Regions from separate parts of the Arabidopsis thaliana genome. Here region 2 is linked to region 1. Evidence: chromatin contacts called from public capture Hi-C data. All regions are on one chromosome and are shown on one strand. The core of a region is the stretch at or near the end of the contact, and the rest is flanking DNA. Distances in the headings are between cores, read along the strand shown. Region 1 holds the start of UBQ11 (ubiquitin 11). Region 2 holds the start of ENT6 (equilibrative nucleoside transporter 6).

Region 1 (4,031 bases), core at 862-3,361:
CTTTGGGAATCATGAAATTGGATATATATTGAAGGTGATGATGATGTTGACTTGTAATTTGACTTATTGATACGTTACTATAAACTGTATAAAGCCATTGAGCAAATTTAGGAATAAAATGTGGAGTCTTGTCAATTTCAAGATTCACTCTTTATTGATGATCAAAGATTAGTGATTTAGTTTATGAACTTTGTATGTAGATGAGCCTGGGAAGCAAGTCAGGAGTGCCATTAAGATTAAGAATACGAGCAAGTCACATGTAGCGTTTAAGGTTTGTAATGGATTCAAAAACGTTTTGATTATGGTTGTTGTTGTTGTCATTGGTGTTTATCTCTGCTGATTATCTTGGTTTACTCAGTTTCAAACAACAGTACCAAAGAGTTGCTTCATGCGCCCGGCTGGTGCTATTCTTGCTCCCGGGGAAGAAATTATCGCAACTGGTATTTGCTTCTCTTGTATATATGTTTCTTTATACTGTTTGATTAGGGTACTTTTTATCATTGGCCTCGATGATTATGTGGTGACTGTTTGTTTCTATGTCTTGTTGAATTCTTTAGTTTTCAAGTTTGTTGAGCCTCCTGAGAATAATGAAAAGCCAATGGAACAAAAGAGCGGGGTTAAGTTTAAAATCATGAGCTTGAAGATGAAAGTTCCAACAGACTATATGCCTGAGCTGGTATGTGAAACTTGTAGTAACTACTGGTCAGAAAGAAACAGAGAAGATAAGATAAAATAAGACTTTTGTTCTTGGATTCTAAGAAGTGTGGATGCTCTTGTGTTTTGCAGTTTGAGGAGCAAAAAGATCATGTCTCTGAGGAGCAAGTAATGCGTGTGGTATTCTTGGATCCCGAAAACCCTAACTCCGTGAGTCCGTCCGCTTCTTCTTCTTTTTCTGGTTCTTATCGCCATCATTTGTGAACTTGATTGGGATCATTTACTGCTTTAAGCAATCCTAGATATCACTGATTCTTTAAACTTTGTTACCTCTCTCTTTACAGATGATGGAGAAATTGAAGAGTCAATTGGCTGAAGCGGATGCTGCAGATGAAGCACGGAAAAAAGCATCAGAGGGTATTGTTGGTCCAAAGCCAATTGGAGAAGGGCTTGTGATCGATGAATGGGTGAGAGACGAATGCCATTCTTTTCATGCCTTACTCTCGTCTTCTTTTTATGTTTTGTTTTATAAGACAACAAAGAAAGTGTGATACTGATGTTAACTGTGTTTATCTTCTGTACTAATGACCAGAAGCAACGCCGAGAGAGATATCTTGCACAACAACAAGGAGGAGTAGACGCTGCTTGAAACTTAAAGACCACCAAGACCAAAAAGTGTGTGTATGTGTTTTTTTTTTTTAATTTTGTGCCGAGTCAAAATGTGTTGTGTGACGAGATAGAAGATTGTATTTATGATCAATTATCTTAGTAATCCCAAAATTATTTGCAGAGGAGATCATCGTGTTTGGTAAATGAAAAGGATATTTGCAAAAGAGTGATGTCTTGATTTATCTGAATGTCCACCTGAATCCTTGCAAACAGAGGAGATATACTAAGCCTTTGGAAGAGTGTATAGATGAGCTAGAACTCTACACACTTGGTCAATACTAGATTTATCTGCATCAAATGCTTTCCACCAGGGTGGATTCTCTGGGAGAGGTACTTGAAACCTACGTGCAGCAGCATACACGACCCCACAAGCCACAACCTCACTTGTGAACCTTACACAAAGGGTTGTACGCAGACTATCATTAGCCAAATTCCAAGCTTCTTGCCTCAATTCCGGAGGTGTTTCTAGTGTTCAACATGACAAACAAAACCCATCTCTTTCAGTATATGTCTCTCAGTTGTGCTTAATTCAAATTTCAACTCAGAGAACTTCTTGGCATACTTATCCAGATTATCTAATGATCTCATCTAATGGTAATTCAACTTTCAGTATATGTCTCGCAGCAAACTATCTTTACATCAAATTTTTAACAACTCAATGCACAAAATACTTTTCCTCAACCTAAAAATAAGGCAATTAGCCAAAAACAACTTTGCGTGTGAACAACGCGTACACGTCCCTACACATACGTGTCAATTTATAATTGGCTATTGCTTCCACGCCTTAGCTTTCTCGTGACCGACCGAGTCGTCCTCGTCTTTTTTGCTTCTATAAATCAAATACCCAAAGAGCTCTTCTTCTTCACAATTCAGATTCCAATTTTCTCAAACTCTAAAATCAATCTCTCAAATCTCTCAACCGTGATCAAGGTAGATTTCTGAGTTCTTATTGTATTTCTTCGATTTGTTTCGTTCGATCGCAATTTAGGCTCTGTTCTTTGATTTTGATCTCGTTAATCTCTGATCGGAGGCAAATTACATAGTTTCATCGTTAGATCTCTTCTTATTTCTCGATTAGGGTTCGTATTTTTCGCAGATCTGTTTATTTTCTTGTTGTTTCCTTGTATTTGATCCGATTTGTTGAAAGAATTTGTGTGTTCTCGATTATTTACGCTTTGATCTGTGATTTTTATCTAGATTTGGTGTTAGTTTCTTGTTTGTGCGATCGAATTTGTCGATTAATCTCGGTTTTTCTGATTAACAGATGCAGATCTTCGTTAAGACTCTCACCGGAAAGACTATCACCCTCGAGGTGGAAAGCTCTGACACCATCGACAACGTTAAGGCCAAGATCCAGGATAAGGAAGGTATTCCTCCGGATCAGCAGAGGCTTATCTTCGCCGGAAAGCAGTTGGAGGATGGCCGCACGTTGGCGGATTACAATATCCAGAAGGAATCCACCCTCCACTTGGTTCTCAGGCTCCGTGGTGGTATGCAGATTTTCGTTAAAACCCTAACGGGAAAGACGATTACTCTTGAGGTGGAGAGCTCTGACACCATTGACAACGTCAAGGCCAAGATCCAAGATAAGGAGGGTATTCCTCCGGACCAGCAGAGGTTGATCTTCGCCGGAAAGCAACTTGAGGACGGCAGAACTTTGGCGGATTACAACATCCAGAAGGAGTCTACGCTTCATTTGGTCTTGCGTCTGCGTGGAGGTATGCAGATCTTCGTAAAGACTTTGACCGGAAAGACCATCACTCTTGAAGTTGAGAGCTCCGACACCATTGATAACGTGAAGGCTAAGATCCAGGACAAGGAAGGCATTCCTCCGGACCAGCAGCGTCTCATCTTCGCTGGAAAGCAGCTTGAGGATGGACGTACTTTGGCCGACTACAACATCCAGAAGGAGTCTACTCTTCACTTGGTCCTCCGTCTCCGTGGTGGTTTCTAAACCTTGTCTCTCTCTCTTATGGTTACTGAACCAAGTTCATGTATCGTTTCATCTAGTACTTTGGTGGTTTATGTTTTGGGGCCATGTACAGCCTCTGATAAATAATTGATCGACTATGTTTCCGTTTCTTTCATCTCTCTTTTCTTTCAAACAACAAATCGAACTTATTCTCTATTGCAATTATCTCTTTCGATTCACTTTTGTCATCGTTGTCTCTTTATATGATGTGCTTAGTTTGATGAGTGTGAGAAGTACAGAGTCTCTATCTAATGTTCAGTCCTGTCAACATCTAATGGTTTTAACTTCTTGACAGTGTGTGATAAACAATATCACCTTATAAGTGTGCCAGTAAAGTGCAGTGCGAATTTGAAACAATGTTTTAAGCACTTTCAAAAACATGTGCAAGCAAAAACAGGGGACAATACAATGAGATGTAGAGGAGACTGCAAGATGCTGAGTCTATCAGCAAGATCCCCAAGTTCTGATATGAACAGAGCCTTCTCCTTCACTAAACTCTGATTTGTTTGATTCAAACTCAATTTCCTCTCCATCTGCAACATTTGTAACACAATTATACACACTTTTCTTAAAAAAGAGAGGAAAAACCTATAAAACAAGAGTACATGAGAAGACAGTACCTTTCTCTAAGATTATATGCACAACACAAAACGGAACCGCAGCATAAAGATCAACTCCTTGCAGCGTCATCCAAGTGGTTTCCCTAGAGCCATGAGATCCACACGTGGGACCACAT
Region 2 (4,031 bases), core at 397-2,896, 40 kb before region 1:
AGTAGGATCAACATACAATTAGAGACTTTTTAATGATGTAATCATCTAAGATATGATCCACTTTATTTTGGAATAATCCGGTCCAAACAAATTTATATTCAAGGATTTTTTAGACATTTTTTAATATAGTGAGATCAACAATTTTTAGACATTTTTAATACAGTGAGACCACTAGAGACTTTTTCATGATATCATTATCCAAGATTTGACCCGTTTTATCTTGGGTCGACCAGGTCTAAACGAATTTGTATTTAAGCAATTTTTAGACATTTTTTAACTGAAATTTGTTTTGTGAAGGATTCTTCAATTCTATCATTTATATTTTTGTTTATGCATTTTTCTTATATCTTTCACCATGTTTAATGAGTAGTCTTTTGTTTGATCATGAGTTATGATAGATTAGGATAATTTGATAGTTAAATGATGATGATTTATATTGCTTATTGTAGATTTCTTCATTTAGGTTAATCTTATTATTATGTGCACCGATTATGTGGTTCATAAGTATCTGGTGAACATTTTATTTTAAGTTTTTTTGTTAGGTTATACAGCTAACATTAAAAAATAGTAAGAAAATACAAGGGATAATATAGTGAAAAAACACTGATAGTGAGAACATATTTCCTGAAGTCTCTCTTCACTTCATTTGGAAATGGAATAACTTATTTTGGCAATGAGATGTTTGATTACTGAACAATAACATTTGGTGGTTTTTGTTCGGAAGATTTCTAAATTGGTGAAAATAGAGCAGCATCTTGTGGGGTTTGATCAACATATACGAATGAAGTAAAAGAATGCAAAGAAATTGCGATTAAACACTATGCAATTAAACCTCATTATGGTCTTAGTAACTGAATAATCTACTCAGTTACTAATGTATAAATATATTTTTGCTTTATGATAATTATTAATTATTATTCATGTAAAGTTTAAATTCCAAATAAACATATGGATTAGTCATACCTCAATAATTACTCTTTTAATAGTGCATAATATTTAGTTACTTAATTACTTCAATCAAGTTTTTTTTTTGAGTTTTCTTGTCAATAAAAAATGTCCCGTTTTTTTTTATTTTGCATCAAAAAAAGTATATATAAAAGAATACAGAGTAAAATAGTATTTTAAACATAAACTTTTCACTTTAACAAAATTTTCTACTTCAATTCTTAACTAGCGGCACAATACTTATTTATTTTAAGTGTTTGATGATACTTTTTCTACATGTAAAAATCAATTAACATATATAAGGTAATTTTTCAAACAAAAATATAAAAATTTCAAGTATATTTATAAAATTAAAATATATCAAAACTATTAAAAAAAATTAAAACTAATTTTATTTTGCACATCACGCGAGGCTACTTCTAGTGTATATATATTGTTTGATGATGTTGTGTTTTATATAGAGAAAAAACAAACTCATAGCATAATGCTTTTTAATTTCGTCAGAAAAGCCAAATTAATTAGACAAAACTACATTTTTCTTCTAACCACACCTTATAGAGTGCTTTTTTCTTTCAAGTGCGTTTCTATATCTGTGACGAAGAAATACGTATCGCACTGCTTTTTCTTTTCTTTTTTTCTTCAAAAAAAGAGTTTGAAACAAACTTAATGGTGAGAAATAAGTAGAACCACACATAAAAAGCTGGAACGCGTCGTACATTCACGCCCTTACTTTAATCTATTTGGTTCTGTTTCTTTTTCTTCTGTGTCTCATATTATATCCTTCCATATTTGCTGTCAAAAACCTTTTAAAAGTCTTATTATTATTTTACTTGCTCATCTCCTTGTATTAAGAATCTTGTTTTGAGTTTTTGTGAAAGCGTTACTCTTTAAATAATCAACAAACTCGTTGGCTCTGCAAAACCCTCATGCATGTGCTAAGTTCCAAGTAAGTGTCTATAGCTTTCTGCTCCAACAACAAAAAGAAAAAGAATAACATCATCCAGTGTTTGATCCATTTCTTGAATCTTGTAAAAGGGTTATGTTCTTTTGATCTCTCTGTAACAATTTCGAAAATGGCGGATATATACGAGCACCAAGTTCCTGAGAAGCTTCGCGTGAGTTTCCACAATATCCAAAACTCAGAACCAAAATCTTTCAATGTTTTTGTAAATTTCAAACCCTAAAATTCTTGTTTATCTCTGAAAAAAACAGGGGAAGTATCAAGCAATGATTGTCTACTGTATTCTTGGATTTGGTTCTCTTATTTCTTGGAACAGTATGCTCACTACAGCAGATTACTACTACAAAGTTTTCCCGGTTCGGTTTCGGTTCTGACTATTCTAAGATTCGAAAATTAGTTTTTGAATTCTGATGTTGTGTTTTAGTCATCAAAAAGTTGGAAAAAAGACATAACGTTTCTTGCATGTAGGATTATCATCCTTCAAGAGTACTCACACTTGTATACCAACCGTTTGCGTTTGGAGCAATCGTGATCCTCGCATACCACGAATCGAAAACCAGTACTCGAAAACGTAACCTGATTGGTTACATTCTATACACAATATCCACATTCTTGCTCATAGTTGTAAGTTTCTTAATTCAAGTCTTAATCTTACATTAATCTTTCATATGTAAATGGATTTTAATTATAGACGCAAGAATTTAAATTAAAAAAAAAAAACAGTTGGATTTGGCAACAAAAGGACGTGGTGGATTCGGACCTTATACCGGTTTATGCGCAGTCGTTGCTGCTTTTGGCCTCGCGGATGCTACCGTTCAAGGAGGAATGTTCGGTGATTTATCACTGATGTGCCCTGAACTAGTTCAGGTTATACATTTTAGGAGATACAATATATCCTTTTAGACTAGCTAACATATACAAGAGGAATTTACTAGCTAACATATTCCTACTTCCTTGTAGTCATACATGGGAGGTATGGCTGTAGCTGGTGCGCTAACATCAGCGCTTAGGCTAATAACCAAAGCAGCTTTTGAGAAATCAAACAATGGTCTACGAAAAGGGGCAAGTGAGTTCATATTTTTGAAGGTTTCAAATTTCGAAAACCGATAGAACCCCAATCACCAAAGTGTTTATAAGTTTTTTTTCTTTTTGGCAGTGATGTTCTTAGCTATCTCCACATGCATAGAGTTACTATCTGTGATGCTATATGCTTATGTGTTACCGAAACTCCCGATTGTTATGTATTACCGAAGAAAAGCCGCTTCTCAAGGATCCAAAACTGTTTCTGCTGATCTTGCTGCTGCGGGTATCCAAAATCAATCAGACTTGGTAACTTCAGATTTCTCAAGATCTTCCCTTTGTTGTCAAGAATCTATCTTTCTTAATTTTGTATTTTATTTTTATAAGATTCTTCACCACTAAACATTTTTTCAAGAGATTCCTAAAGAATCTATGTTTCTTGATTTTTTCTTTTTGTTTTTGATTCCTCAAGATTCTTTCTTTGTTCTAAAACTTTCCCACTCTTCATCATTATTTAGCTTCATGATTTTCCTATGCAGAGTGATGATGATTCCAAGAATCAAAGGCTAAGCAAAAAAGAGCTGTTGTTTCAAAACATAGACCATGCAGTAAATTTATTCCTCATCTACGTTTGTACATTATCCATTTTTCCCGGGTTCTTGTATGAAAACACAGGACAACACGGGCTAGGTGCTTGGTACGCACTTGTCTTAGTAGCGATGTACAATTGTTGGGATTTGGTCGGGAGGTACACACCACTGGTTAAATGGCTCAATATTGAGAATAGAAAATTGATCACAATTGCGGTTTTGTCACGTTATCTCCTCATTCCGGCGTTCTACTTCACTGCGAAATATGGTGATCAAGGATGGATGATTATGCTCGTTTCTGTTTTGGGATTGACTAATGGACATCTCACTGTTTGCATTATGACTATAGCTCCTAAAGGATACAAGGTAATCTATTTTCACCTTTTACTAATTAAAGGTGTCAGATTTGATTGTTTATTTTTAAGAAAGATAAAGCATACAAGTTTGAATATTTAAAGGCAAATACAAACGAGTACAATCTTTGCGTTTAAGACAAGTAATCTCACATTTGTTCT

What was found. Capture Hi-C pulls out chosen DNA fragments and counts their contacts.
Region 2: a contact with region 1 is called in a capture Hi-C map of seedling, with 2.3 times the contacts expected there. The contact joins the promoter of ENT6 here to the promoter of UBQ11 in region 1. A contact is called at or near these places in 8 of 26 Hi-C or Micro-C datasets (callus, cotyledon, leaf and 4 more), 2 of 2 datasets of contacts at active chromatin or transcription factors (seedling and shoot) and 1 of 3 other capture datasets (seedling).

What each region holds. Positions count from the first base shown.
Region 1 is chr4:2,587,517-2,591,547 of TAIR10.1, reverse strand. UBQ11 (ubiquitin 11) reads left to right here and starts at 2,111. Exons shown (of 2, transcript NM_116744.4): 1 at 2,111-2,253; 2 at 2,588-3,544. The coding sequence starts at 2,588. The coding sequence ends at 3,277. It overlaps AT4G05060 (PapD-like superfamily protein), which reads left to right. Exons shown (of 7, transcript NM_116745.3): 2 at 201-271; 3 at 359-440; 4 at 558-676; 5 at 787-864; 6 at 999-1,121; 7 at 1,247-1,483. The coding sequence ends at 1,303. It also overlaps the pseudogene AT4G05049 and the pseudogene AT4G05053.
Region 2 is chr4:2,626,673-2,630,703 of TAIR10.1, reverse strand. It overlaps ENT6 (equilibrative nucleoside transporter 6), which reads left to right and starts at 1,646. Exons shown (of 10, transcript NM_001340532.1): 1 at 1,646-1,891; 2 at 1,981-2,060; 3 at 2,158-2,262; 4 at 2,375-2,530; 5 at 2,630-2,773; 6 at 2,867-2,972; 7 at 3,063-3,235; 8 at 3,466-3,882. The coding sequence starts at 2,019.